Regions from separate parts of the Mus musculus genome. Here all the other regions are linked to region 1. The links are chromatin contacts, called in public ChIA-PET and HiChIP or PLAC-seq maps. All regions are on one chromosome and are shown on one strand. The core of a region is the stretch at or near the end of the contact, and the rest is flanking DNA. Distances in the headings are between cores, read along the strand shown. Region 1 holds the start of 4930594M22Rik (RIKEN cDNA 4930594M22 gene). Region 2 has its middle 29 kb from the start of Timm8a2. Region 3 has its middle 21 kb from the start of Clybl. Region 4 overlaps Clybl (citrate lyase beta like).

Region 1 (2,930 bases), core at 135-2,634:
ATGCTGGGTGGTTATTGTTAGCTCAGAGTCTCCAAATAAAATTTCCAGTATTTACTGGCTTCAGATGGGGAATGTTCTAGAGAAGGCTGCTAAGATCATTTGATGTCGTCTTCCTATTGCTACCTTCCCATGGACCATGTCCCTCTTCAAACATGACAGCACTAGTCTGTAGGGCAGAGGGTCCTCTCCCCTAACAAGACCCTGGCCAAGGCCAATAAAGAGTCATCCCATGACTCCTTTTCAAGCTTTGACAGACAGAACTGGAGCTCTCAAAAGTTCTTACTAGATAAAGAAGAAACTTTTATTTGTTTTGGTTTTGATATTTTTTTGATGTAAGATCTTGCATATCCCAGGATGGTCTGCTTTAGCGTTCTGAGTGCTGGAATCACAGACATAAGCCACCACACCTGGCTTGATCCTGTACTTAAAAAAAATTAACCTTTGCAGGGTTTTGGTTTTGGTTTTGGTTCTGTACCACACACTGCCATCCACTAATGACCACCACAGACAGACGTCAGTCCAGCTCACCACTTCACACAGAAGGGTGAATTCTACCACTGAGCCACATTCCTAATCCCAACTTGGTCTGCTTATTTTCCAGTGCTGGAGAGCCAATCTTGGGCCTTTTGCATGCTAAGGACATGGTTTGTAAGTTCACTAGTTTAAATAAAAGGTTCAGTACAAAAAAAAAAAAAATCCACCAATTAACTTTGCAAACTAGCTTTTAGAGAAAAATGCCCTCTATTGTTGAAGTCTGGCCTGCTTACTCAGGGACTTCTCAGAGAAGGTTCAGGAAAATGAGGCCAAACTGCAGAGTTCCTCACTTAGCAAGCACTTCAGTTACAGGAAACAGACCAGGAGAAAGACTTCAATTAGAAGAAATCTTTTAACATAAATAAATGAGCTTGGAGTTAAGCTAAGTTAAAATACACGCACACCTCAAATGGGTTTTAAGCGAGGCTGTAACGTTATAACTCGTTGATTAGAGTTAAACAGCAATAATAACCACGGATAGAATCAAAGGGATGGATCGCCAAAGTTCCAGGCGTTTTACTACTGGTTCCAAAGGAAATCCAGATGTGAAACGGACCAACAGAAGTTGGTTTAGGATTCTTTTTCAGGTTTTGGACTCTTCACACATAAGTGACTCCTAAAGTAAAATTAAAAAAACATTTCTTTTGAAAACCGCTAGCCACATTCCCTTAGGATCTTAAGCTACCTGTTGGAGCTGTCTGTCCCGCGAGAGCAAGCATCAGCTCCGCTCCGGTAGCAGTCACAGCACGGGCCGCCCGGGCAGCTTTCCGGGGTGGGGGTGGGGGGTCAAATGCGCGCTCCGCCCAGCGCGTTCCGCCAGGCAGACCCATACGCCGGGACGCTAGCGGACATTCGCTGGCTGGTGACAGAGTCCCTAAGCCGCCCCCAGGCTCCCAGTCCCAGCCCGCCTCGGCGCCTCACCTGCAGCGGTCGGGGGAATCACGAGGAGCGCGCCCGGACCACGGAGCGGAAATGCCCAGCTGGGCGGGTGTCGCAACCAAACCGCCCCGGGCGGCGCTCCTGCTGGTCTCTCGCCGCTCCGCCCGCCCCGGCAGCGCCACGGAGCGCACCTGGCAGCGCGCACGCCACTCCCCATGTGCCGGAACCGCGCAGGTAAGAACCCGAAGCCACATTCCTCCGAAATGCAAGCAAGCAAGCTCCCCACCACCACTCCCACCACCAGACACGGGCTCGACTGCTCCCACCAGGTTCAGCTCTACATCACACATGCTTTGACTCCACGTTAGACCCAAACACGCCTAAGATTCACTACTTCAGAGAGACTCACCCCTTCACATAGACACTGAGGTGATGCTAAACTCAGATCTGAGGAAGGCTCCACAGGACAATTAAGGCATCGCATCTGCTCGTACATATCCCTACGGGATACAGGTAACTGTAGCAATTCTGCCTACTTACCAACTCTTTTTAAAATAAAACTTGTTTAGGAGCTAATGGAAGAACTAGCTTTCCCCTACATCCTACCCTTAGGACATAAGATGTATGAGAACCAAAAGCTGAGGGCAATTTTTTCTCTAGAGATCTTTATCATGGAAGGATGTTCCTATGGCAGAATGCAGGCAGGCGTGATGCTGGAGAGTTCTATATGTCCCTATCGGGATGTGAAAGCAACGTCACAGAGATGGTGAGACTAGAGACCCATTGTCTCCTCATCGAGACCCAAATTAACTATATGACTACTGCTTTTCCTTTCATCATTTCCCATCCCTTTGACTTTGTGTATGTGGAGTACTTGAAATCGTGTTATATTCTTGGTTTTCACGTAGCATCAAATGATGCTGAAGTGGTTGTATTTTAAATAGATGTCCAAGTCTACAAGAACCCTGAACAATCATCACATTTATAAACCACCAATTTTATAGAAAGAGGACCATGAGAAGGAAAATGGGGTCTTAAAGGAGGGCCTGGGAAGGGGAGAAACAGGGAGTAATAGGATTACACATGACATCAAAGATGGGCAGGGATGAGGGAAGGAGGCATGGAGAGAAGAACAAAGCAGTACTACGAAAGTCTCAGAGCCACTCATAATGCGGCAAGCTAATTTACAAAACTAAATCGTTGAAGAAGAAGGTTAAGGGTCTAAGTATGCTTGAAGTTACTCCTTTACCACAATCTCATTTTACAGTGGAGAAATCAATAAAACCAGTAGTGGTCCCATTGTATTTACTGGAAGCAACTGGGGCACAAAGTAAATAAGCAACTAATCCCAGGTTCCAGGTAAATATGGTAAAATCAGATTCATCTGTCTTTGATAGTCACTGAACCTTTAAAAATGACTTATGATATCTTAGTTAGGGTTTCTATCGCTGTGAAGAGACACCATGACCACAGCAACTCTTATAAAGGGAACCATCTAACTGGAGCTGGCTTATATT
Region 2 (2,930 bases), core at 216-2,715, 850 kb before region 1:
ACTCAGGAGGCAGAAGCAGGTGGTTTTGATTTGAGGACAGCCTGGCCTACAGAACAAGTCCTAGGCCAGTCAGTGGTACACAGTGAGATCCTGTCTCTAAAAGTCAATCCCCGCCTCCACCAGGGGTGGGGGAAGTGTTAGTGCTGGAGAGAGAGATAGGTCAGCACTTAAGAGCCCTTTGCTGTTCACCCAGGGGTCCTGAGCACCATTCTCCATATTGGTACAGCAGTTCACGACTACCCATGACTCTAGTTCCTGGGATCCGATGCCCTCTCCTGCCCTCTGTTGGCACCAGTCATGCATACGATGCGCCCATGTACACACAGCCAAAAGTCATACACATAAAACAAAAAAGTAAAAAAAAAATTTTTTTTTAATTCTTCAGGCTGGACAGGTGGCTCAGTGAGTAAGTAAGGTTCACTTGCCATCCAAAATTGAAATTCAAATCTCAAACACCTACGTCAAAAGTAAAGCACTGTGGTGTGTGCCTCTTGAGAAGTTGTTGTGATAAAAATTCTGACCCAACCCAACCTGGAGAGGAAAAGGTTTATTTCATCTTGCACTTTATAGTCACTGAGTAGGGCCGGAACCTAGAAGCACGAACTGAAGAAATGCTGCTCTCTGGCTCCCTCCTCATGACGGGCTCAGCCTGCTTTCGTAGACATCTCTGGACTGCCTGCTGAAGGTGGCACTGTCCACTGTGGACTGGGCCTTCCGACATCAATCACTACTCAAGAAAATGCCTAGGGTTGCCTATGGGCCAGTATTGTGGAAGCATTTTCCCACCGAGGTTCTCTTCTTCATATGACCCTAGCTTATGTTACAATGGCCAAGGTGGCTCTGTGTGTGTGTACTTAATAAAATAGTGCAACTTTTAAGCTATGTATCAAACATCTTTCTGGGGTTTTATTTCATCTTATTCTGTTCCTGACATCTGATATTTGTCTTGATGGTTCTCATTCTCCCAACATCCTAGACCCAAACCAAGTTCTACAAGCCTCAGTACAAGATACTCTTCCTATCTAAATGTCTCTGCTTTGCCTTGATCTCTGGAATGCTAGAAGCCTGGGGTTGATCGCACAAAGCACCATGCTACCTGACAATGCTGTCTGGATCCTGCTCAGCAGCGAGGGCATCCTCTCTGATCACAGCAGGACACAGTGACCACAGTGAATGCTTATTGCCTTGAAATAGCTGTTCCCTGGGTACCGTTCAGGATGTCCCGTGTCATAATGAAAGCTATATAGACAAGTCCATGAAGACAGAAGCAAAGATGGAGTAGTCTAGCCATGAGCCATGGAAATCCCAGGCTCACCGGAAGCTGGATGAAACAGGAGCCCTGGAGAGAGCATGGTCCTGACTACACCTAGAGTTTAGAACTTCATCTCCCAGGCGAGCAGGAGCATGAAAATCTCACTTTAAGCCACCCTGTTTGTGGTGTATTGTTATTGGCAGCTGTGAGAACTTCCTCAACACATCCTCTACTGCTTTTCCGCTGGCAAAAACCACAGGTGTTTACATACAGATTGCCATTGCTATAGAGATCTGAACATTTCTCCTTTTTTATGTTTAATGTCTCATAACTTTGAAATTATAATTTACTAATTGTTTAATAAGTTATTAAATCACAAACACGTTTATTCTGCACTCCAGTGCTAGTGTCTCTGTATTTCCATACAGTAATTCATCCACTCTTTGCTTTACTTTAGGCATTTACAAACATTATTCCAAGGAAATGTCCCGCTGGCTTTACCAGAACTCTATCCACACACAGTACAGTTCTCACCTCAAAGGGAATAAGAAGTAGTTAATTCTGAAGGCAAAATGCATGACTAAGGCCTGTGAAGATGGATTCAAGTTGCCCCAAATACTGTTCATACATGGCATGTTCTTATAAGTACAGGAAAAACCCCTAAAGCTCTTCCAAATCCATTGGTGGAGGCATGTTTACCTGTGTTACAGCAAAATGGGGACATGTCTGCTGTGGGTCTCACCATGCTGAAGGGAGCGCTGCATGCTCTGTCACATTCTCAACCTTAGGGACAATGTAGGCTTGTGGTCTGTTCATGCATCCCAAAGGCTACACTGGAAGGTCACAAGAGTGTTATGTCAGACAGATCTGCAATGAGTAGCAACTACAGGGGCCAAAGCTAGCCCAAGATAACTTTGCAACATTTCATCTCCTCACAGTCATGAGGTTCTGACCAAGTCCTTAGTCTGCTTGCAGAAGGTTTAACAGAAGTGTGGCCTTTTGGGAGGGGGACCCTTACAAAACCCCAAGGGGCCCACCCACTTCAGCCTGGGCTTCAGTACCACATCTGATCAGAAGAGGGCACCAGAGGACCTGTGCAAAGACTGGTACTTCAACCTCTTCTACTGCGTTTCACTCAGGCACAGATACAGAAACGTCCTCTCTCAATTCAGGTTACTCTTAGAATGCACTGTGATCAAAATGTGGAATCATCTTCAAGCCTGCTATCCTGTTTACTTGTTGAACTAAATATTTCCTACCATTTTCCCCAGTGATCGCATGAGCATTTGGTACTGAAGTTGTTTTAAACCAAAATATCCTCTAGCTGGAGCTACCTGTAATTTCTAAGTTCTGTAGAACAGTGGGCAGTGTGCAGATACACAAAGAACAGAGCTGGGGCAGTGGTTCCGTGGGTAAAGTGCTTGCTGCCCAAGCCATGTGCAGTGAGTGCCTGGTGCCTGGACCCCAGCACTGGAGGAGGGAAAAGACTGATCCCAGGGCCTCACCTGCCAGTGTAGCTGAAGCAGTGAGCTCCAGGTTCAGTGAGAGACCCCGGGTCAGGAAGTACAGTGGAGAGCGACAGAGGACAGTTGGCGTCTAGTGAATCCCAAGCAAGTGTATCTGAAAACACACACACTCACACACACACACACACACACACACACACACACACACGAGT
Region 3 (2,930 bases), core at 186-2,685, 750 kb before region 1:
CACCTTTGTAATACCTCTAATTTGGAAGGTGAGGCGTAAGGATGATGTGTGTCCCTCTGGGCTGCACAGTGAATTGGAGGCCCCCCTGGATTACAGACTCAACCCTGTCCTTGCACACAGCATGAGTTAGGCTCTCTGGTCTGCACATTAGCATTTGTTACCTCATGATTGCAGTGGGTTTCACAAATAATTCTTGTCCTAGATTAGGAGCTCACTAATAACTTTCTTACATCTGGCAAGTTTGAACCAGTTCATATGGAAAGCTGACAGATGACAGTGGTGTCAGACAGATCTTCATCAAAACACCTTTTATTGATGGCTTCACTTTCACCTGCTTACAAGAAAAGATCAGACACGTACTTTAAACTGAGCTAAGATTACCTCACATTGAAGAGATTTTCCACAACAGTTGGGCCAGGTGCACATTTGAATCCCAGCCTGGGAAAGTGAGGCACAGAACACTGGAGACAGGCTGGTCAGGGTTACTAATGTACAATATGTATATTGAGACCCTGTTTCACAACCAAGCAGCCTGTTGGTTTTGAGGCTCAGAGAAGCTTTAGTGTACTTAAAAGTTCTCAGTACTGCTCTCTTCTTTGCACTGTAACTGGTACCTTTGAATAGGCCAGTTGACCAAACCTGGCCTGATCTGCAAGCTCTCCATTCAGAAGCCAGGTTGATCTTAATTGGTGCAAAGTTTGCTTCAGCTTTGCTACAGTGAACAATCAGGATTCAATACAGTTGACTAGCTGTTTTGGTCTTCCTTTGTTCTTTATAAACCAGCCACATTCCACACACACACTCGAGGAAAGAAATGAAATACATAGGTCTAGTATCCTCTGTCTAGAGTGCTTGGGAACAGAATGTAAGTGTTGTAAAAGTTTGAAGTTCTGAGTTGGGGGTTGTGGGGAGCTTAATGGTGGAGTGCTTGCCCAACATGCACTGAGGCCCTCGTTTAGGTTCCTAGCATACACACACACACACTACACACATACACACATACAATTTGGAGTTTAGGTTTTCAGATTACAAATGTTTAACTCGTAAAAGTATTGCAAGAAAATTTGAAGGAGAAGAGATGGCTCACAACCACCTGTTGTAGATCCTTCCTCTGGCCTCTGCAGACACCTGCACTCATGCGCATAAACAGATAAATATAAACCTTTAAAAAAGTTAGAGGGTTGGTGGTGCTGGAGAGCTGGCTCCATGGTAAAAAGCACTGGCTGCTCTTCCAGAGGACTCAGTTTCAATTCCCAGCAACCACTATCAGTAAACTCCAGTTCCAGGGGATCTAACACCCTCACACAGACATACATGCAGTCAAAACACCAATGTACATAAAATAATTTGGGGGTGGGGAAGAAGGGCAGGCATGGTCAATCATGCTTGACCCAGCCATTGGGGAGTTGAAACAAAAGGATTCCTGTGAGATCAAGACCAGAATATGAGGTTGCATCATATATAGTCCTCTCTACCCTCCCAAACCACTGAGGGATCTTTGTGAAGAGAAGATGGCAAGGAACTAATGAAGGGCAGTGGGGAAAGCTGACTGCAGGGGTGAGCTGAAGATCTCCCTCTAAGGACCTGGTGACCGTGCTAGTGAACCCACATTACTTGTAGACCCTTTCTGGGTGGTGGGAGCCCCTGAGTTATCCTGTCTAAAAGCTTTTGTGAAGAGAACCACACATTTGTAAGGACCTGGGGACAGCTGAGTGAGGGGTGTTCCTGCTGGTATGCTTGCCGCATTCCTTTTTTTCTCCCTAGGTCTTCTCTAATGTAGCCATTTTGTGTGGCTGTCTGAGCACTGTTGTGAATCTTTGCAGTCCATCTTCATGCCCAGCATTGCGTGAAGTTTGCCAAATCTTTCAGGCTGTCTGCTGTCTCTCAGAGACTCTTCCTTGTCCCTCATTGTTTTCTTTGTCTTCAATGCTTTTCCTTGCTGTTTTGAAATATGCCTACTGTATTAGGGCTAGAGCTACAGAACTTATGGAATGTCTCTGTATTTTTTTTATTTATTTACTTTTTTTATATTTTTGGTTTTTCAAGACAGGGTTTCTCTGTATCCCTGACTGTCCTGGAACTCACTTTGTAGACCAGGCTGGCCTCGAACTCAGAAATCCGCCTGCCTCTGCCTCTCAAGTGCTGGATTAAAGGCGTGTGCCACCACGCCCGGCGGACTTTCTCTGTATTAAGGGAGCTTGTTATGATGACTTACAGTCTGTAGTCCAACCACCCCAACAATGGTCAGCTGTGAACGGGAAGTCCAAGGATCTAGTAGTTGGTCAGTTCCATGAGGCTAGTTGTTTCAGCTGGTCTTCCGTAGAAGTGGATTCTAATAGATGTCCTGGCAAGTAAATGCAAGCAAAGAGCAAACCTTCCTTCTTCCAACGTCCTTATGGAGGTCTCAAGCAGAAGGTGTAGCCCAGATTAAAGGTGTGTACCATCATGCCTGGATCTGGGACTTGTTTTGTCCTAGGCTGACAAACAAGATATCTCCTTGCCTCAGTCTCCTGGGACTAAAGGCGTGTACTACCTTCCCTGGGCTTAAGCTTTTCATGGTCATGATGCCTCAAGATCTTCATGCCAAGATCCAGGTCAGAAACGTGTCTTCCGGTCTCAAGATCTGGATCACAGGTGAGCCCTCTAGTTCTGGATTGTCGTTCATTCCAGATATAGTCAAGTTGACAACCAGGAATAGCCAGTAACGCCTACTTTTCTGCTTGTCTTGAAAAACAGCACAAAAGCACTCTGATCCACTCTTTCTCTTCTTTTCCTCCTTCCCTCTGCGATCTCATCTTGTTACATCCTTAGTATTCTGCTGGAAGTACTGCCGAGGTCTCCAGTGCCCCCTGAATCCCAGCTAACGGTCCTTCTCTGCCCGTGTGTTAAGTCTTACACCGCCCAGAATCCCAAGGAGATGCTGCAGACAT
Region 4 (2,930 bases), core at 244-2,743, 660 kb before region 1:
GTCCTAACTGGTTCTCAACCTCCATGACGCTTTGACCCTTTAAACAGTTCTTCATGTAGCAGTGACCCACAACTGTAAAATTATGTTGTCGCTGATTTTGCTATTGTTATGAATCAGAATGTAAATACCTGATATGGAGGATATCTGAGATGGGAAACTCCCAAAGGGGTCTCGACCCACAGGTTGAGAACCTCTGCTTAGGAAGTTCTGTCTCGGGTTTCTCCTCATCAGTTGCCAGAGAGGGGTTTAGGGTAAGGGTGTATTTTGTTTTATGTTAAACAAGCAAACAAAAACTTAAAAGAGGGCTGGTGAGATGGCTCAGTGGGTAAGAGCACCCGACTGCTCTTCCGAAGGTCCAGAGTTCAAATCCCAGCAACCACATGGTGGCTCACAACCATCCATAATGAGATCTGATGCCCTCTTCTGGTGTCTGAAGACAGCTACAGTGTACTTACATATAATCAATAAATAAATTATTAAAAAAAAAAACTTAAAAGAAACACACACAGAGACAAACATCTGTACGTATATTAAAATTAAAAAGACATGTGATTGGGGCTAGAGAGATGGCTTAGAAAAAGCACTGGCTGCTTTTCTGAGTTCAATTCCCAGCAACCACAGGGTGGCTCACAACCGCCTCTAACAGGATCTGATGCCCTCTTCTGTCTGGCACGGAGGAGTACATGCAGACAGAGCACTCATATATATAAAATAAATAAGTAGAAGAATCGCCAGGTGATTAAACTTTTTAAACTTATTTTAAAGCTGGGTGATGGTGGCATACACTTTTAATTCTAGCCCTTGGGAGGCAGAGGCAGGAGAATCTCTATGAGTCCGAGGCCAGCCTGGTCTATAGAGTCAGTTCCAGGGCAGCCAGGGCTGTCTCAGAAAACCAAACCGAACCAAAAAGTAATTTCAATTGGTTTGTGTATTATAATCTCAAAAATAAAAAGCAAAATACAACTTTTATTTATGTATGGGTGTTTTGCCTGCACAAAGTTCTATACATCTCTTGCATACCTAGTGCCAGGGAGGACAGAAGTGGGCATCGGGTCCCCTAAAACTGAAGTTAAAGATGGCCATGAGCCGCCACATGTGTTCTGGGAACAGAATCTGGGTCCTCTGTGTGGCTAACCGCTGAACCATCTGGCCTTTGGGAGAAGTTTTAAAAACACAGATAAACATTCCATAGAACCATTTTTTTTTTTTCTCACCCACATAACATTAGTTGAGGATGAACTCCTGCCAATTTGACTCCCCCAGCTAGGATGACAGAGGCGACCTGGGTAAAGGTACAAACAGGAACCAAGCCCTTGTTCCGTAAAAGCTTAGTGGCCTCAGTAACGAGGGGGCTCAGAAGAGTTCTTTTGAACAGTAACCCCTTAACTCGCCAGCCCTAATAGCTCCAAAGGGTCACTCGTAGAGAGCCCAGGGCTACACCTGCCTTGCATAGATTAGGGCCCGGCTGCAGCTGTCGACATTTGCAAGACTAAGGTGTAGCTGAAGAGGCTGTGGTGCTCAGCGGGGCGCCAGCCTCCTCCAGTTCCTGAGACTGGCATCTAGGATTAAGAGGGCCTTTGCAAGCCAGGCGCAGAAATTGCAAGATGAGGCAGGTAACGATTTCCTGAGTTTTATGTGTTAGACCTTTGGAGGAAAGCGGGAACCTTCCACGGGTCTGCCCTGAATTAGCCGCTCTTTTTTATAATCAGCTCTATGGTGGAGCAGCTGCCAGACTGGCCAACACATCCGTGGGCCAAGACAACAAACAAGGGAGCTTGAGAATATATGGGATGGTCCCTGACAAAGACAAAGGGGGAATGACTTTTTGAAACCCGTAGTTAAGTCGGCATCAGTCTGTGGGTCGGACACGCTTCTTCCTGTAATGTGCGTTCACTTCGTGGAGAATAACAATTAGGATAATTCTTGTGTGTTCTCTACAGGAAGTAGTATACTGCTTGTGAATGGCGGTCTGAATGAGGGGACCATTAAAGGGGTTTTAATAGACTTTTCAGCCGAAAGACATAAGGGACTCTAGTTCTCTTGCCTTAATTGAGAAATACGTTTGCCCGTGTGAGGAGGCTTAATCAAGTTTTCATTCCGTACCTGGTCAGGCTGAAAGTGCTCTTGAATCACTTGGATAAAATGTGTGGTAAAGACTCGTTAGGTCTCTGGGAACGCGAATGTGTGTTTCTCATCTCTCCTGCGGGCACTGAGGATCCCATACCTGGTTTACTGTGTTGGGTTGAATGCGTCTGTTCTCATTTCTAATGAACTTTACCACCAGACTGCTTGATCATGACTAAGCCCAGGAACAATGCAAATGGAATTGCCCCCTGATGGGGAGGAATGGGCCCAGATGGCCCTTAAAAGGTGATAATTAGGAAATATAGCATATCTGAGTAGCTAGAAGGAGAGAAGCTTGTTAAAGACAGTCAATCTGTTTGAAGCGATGGTCGCTCCCTTAATTATATGCATTTTCATTTAGAGTTGCTTTAAAGTAAAATTTTCCCAGGAAAAAATGATCAGTTCCTAGAACCTAGGAACTATGCCTTATACTGTTTCGTATGGTTTTTGACTAATTATTTTTCTTCTTCTTTTTTTTTTTTTTTTTTTTTTTTGTGGTCGTTTCCCAGATCCATGTAACAGACTTGCTGTGTGCTTCAAGAAGCTGTTTAGGTTATTTTAACTCTTATGCTGAAGCAGTAGGGGACTGATTAAACGTGAGAAAAATATTGGTATATATTTGTAAACTGAATTTTTAAAATCAAGATAGTCACAGGGTATTACAGTCTGTGATTTCATATACTTTGTAAGCTTGCCTTAAATGTATTGCCTTCTTGGCAGCGGAACACACTGACACTTTTCAAATATGTCATTAAAATAATTTTGCATATGACAAGTTGGACTTGGTGGATTATATTTTTATCTGT

The links. ChIA-PET counts read pairs in DNA pulled down with a chosen protein or histone mark. HiChIP or PLAC-seq counts read pairs in DNA pulled down with a chosen protein or histone mark.
Region 2: a contact with region 1 is called in an RNA polymerase II ChIA-PET map of memory CD8 T cells, with 91 read pairs. The contact joins the enhancer-like site here to the promoter of 4930594M22Rik in region 1. A contact is called at or near these places in 1 of 39 promoter capture datasets (embryonic stem cells), 1 of 15 datasets of contacts at CTCF or cohesin (large pre-B cells), 5 of 484 Hi-C or Micro-C datasets (CD4 T cells, CD8 T cells and Th17 cells), 4 of 115 datasets of contacts at active chromatin or transcription factors (T-cell acute lymphoblastic leukemia, embryonic stem cells, large pre-B cells and 1 more) and 3 of 9 other capture datasets (adipose tissue, embryonic stem cells and liver).
Region 3: a contact with region 1 is called in an H3K4me3 HiChIP or PLAC-seq map of the 230-238 cell line, with 13 read pairs. The contact joins the enhancer-like site here to the promoter of 4930594M22Rik in region 1. A contact is called at or near these places in 4 of 39 promoter capture datasets (cranial neural crest, embryonic stem cells, hippocampal neurons and 1 more), 1 of 484 Hi-C or Micro-C datasets (bone marrow-derived macrophages), 12 of 115 datasets of contacts at active chromatin or transcription factors (the 230-238 cell line, bone marrow-derived macrophages, embryonic basal ganglia and 5 more) and 3 of 9 other capture datasets (adipose tissue, embryonic stem cells and liver).
Region 4: a contact with region 1 is called in an H3K27ac HiChIP or PLAC-seq map of embryonic stem cells, with 8 read pairs. The contact joins the enhancer-like site here to the promoter of 4930594M22Rik in region 1. A contact is called at or near these places in 2 of 39 promoter capture datasets (the 3T3-L1 cell line and cranial neural crest), 1 of 484 Hi-C or Micro-C datasets (bone marrow-derived macrophages), 13 of 115 datasets of contacts at active chromatin or transcription factors (the 230-238 cell line, the SCID.adh cell line, bone marrow-derived macrophages and 8 more) and 1 of 9 other capture datasets (liver).

What each region holds. Positions count from the first base shown.
Region 1 is chr14:122,911,646-122,914,575 of GRCm38.p6, forward strand. It overlaps 4930594M22Rik (RIKEN cDNA 4930594M22 gene), which reads left to right and starts at 1,385. Exons shown (of 2, transcript NR_155287.1): 1 at 1,385-1,647. Ggact (gamma-glutamylamine cyclotransferase) reads right to left here and starts at 1,520. Exons shown (of 3, transcript NM_145466.2): 1 at 1,456-1,520.
Region 2 is chr14:122,062,401-122,065,330 of GRCm38.p6, forward strand. No RefSeq gene overlaps it. Among named protein-coding and RNA genes, the nearest start is that of Timm8a2, 29 kb to the left of the region's middle. Within about 2 kb of position 1,466, at least 71 of the 459 cell types and tissues checked have an H3K27ac peak or open chromatin away from gene starts, as enhancers often do. A contact at or near this core is called in CD8 T cells and memory CD8 T cells, where this site is marked.
Region 3 is chr14:122,159,651-122,162,580 of GRCm38.p6, forward strand. No RefSeq gene overlaps it. Among named protein-coding and RNA genes, the nearest start is that of Clybl, 21 kb to the right of the region's middle. Within about 2 kb of position 1,436, at least 13 of the 459 cell types and tissues checked have an H3K27ac peak or open chromatin away from gene starts, as enhancers often do. A contact at or near this core is called in the 230-238 cell line and pro-B cells, where this site is marked.
Region 4 is chr14:122,254,173-122,257,102 of GRCm38.p6, forward strand. All of the region lies in intron 1 of Clybl (citrate lyase beta like), which reads left to right. Among named protein-coding and RNA genes, the nearest start is that of 1700108J01Rik, 22 kb to the left of the region's middle. Within about 2 kb of position 1,494, at least 28 of the 459 cell types and tissues checked have an H3K27ac peak or open chromatin away from gene starts, as enhancers often do. A contact at or near this core is called in embryonic forebrain, embryonic limb bud, embryonic stem cells and 1 more, where this site is marked.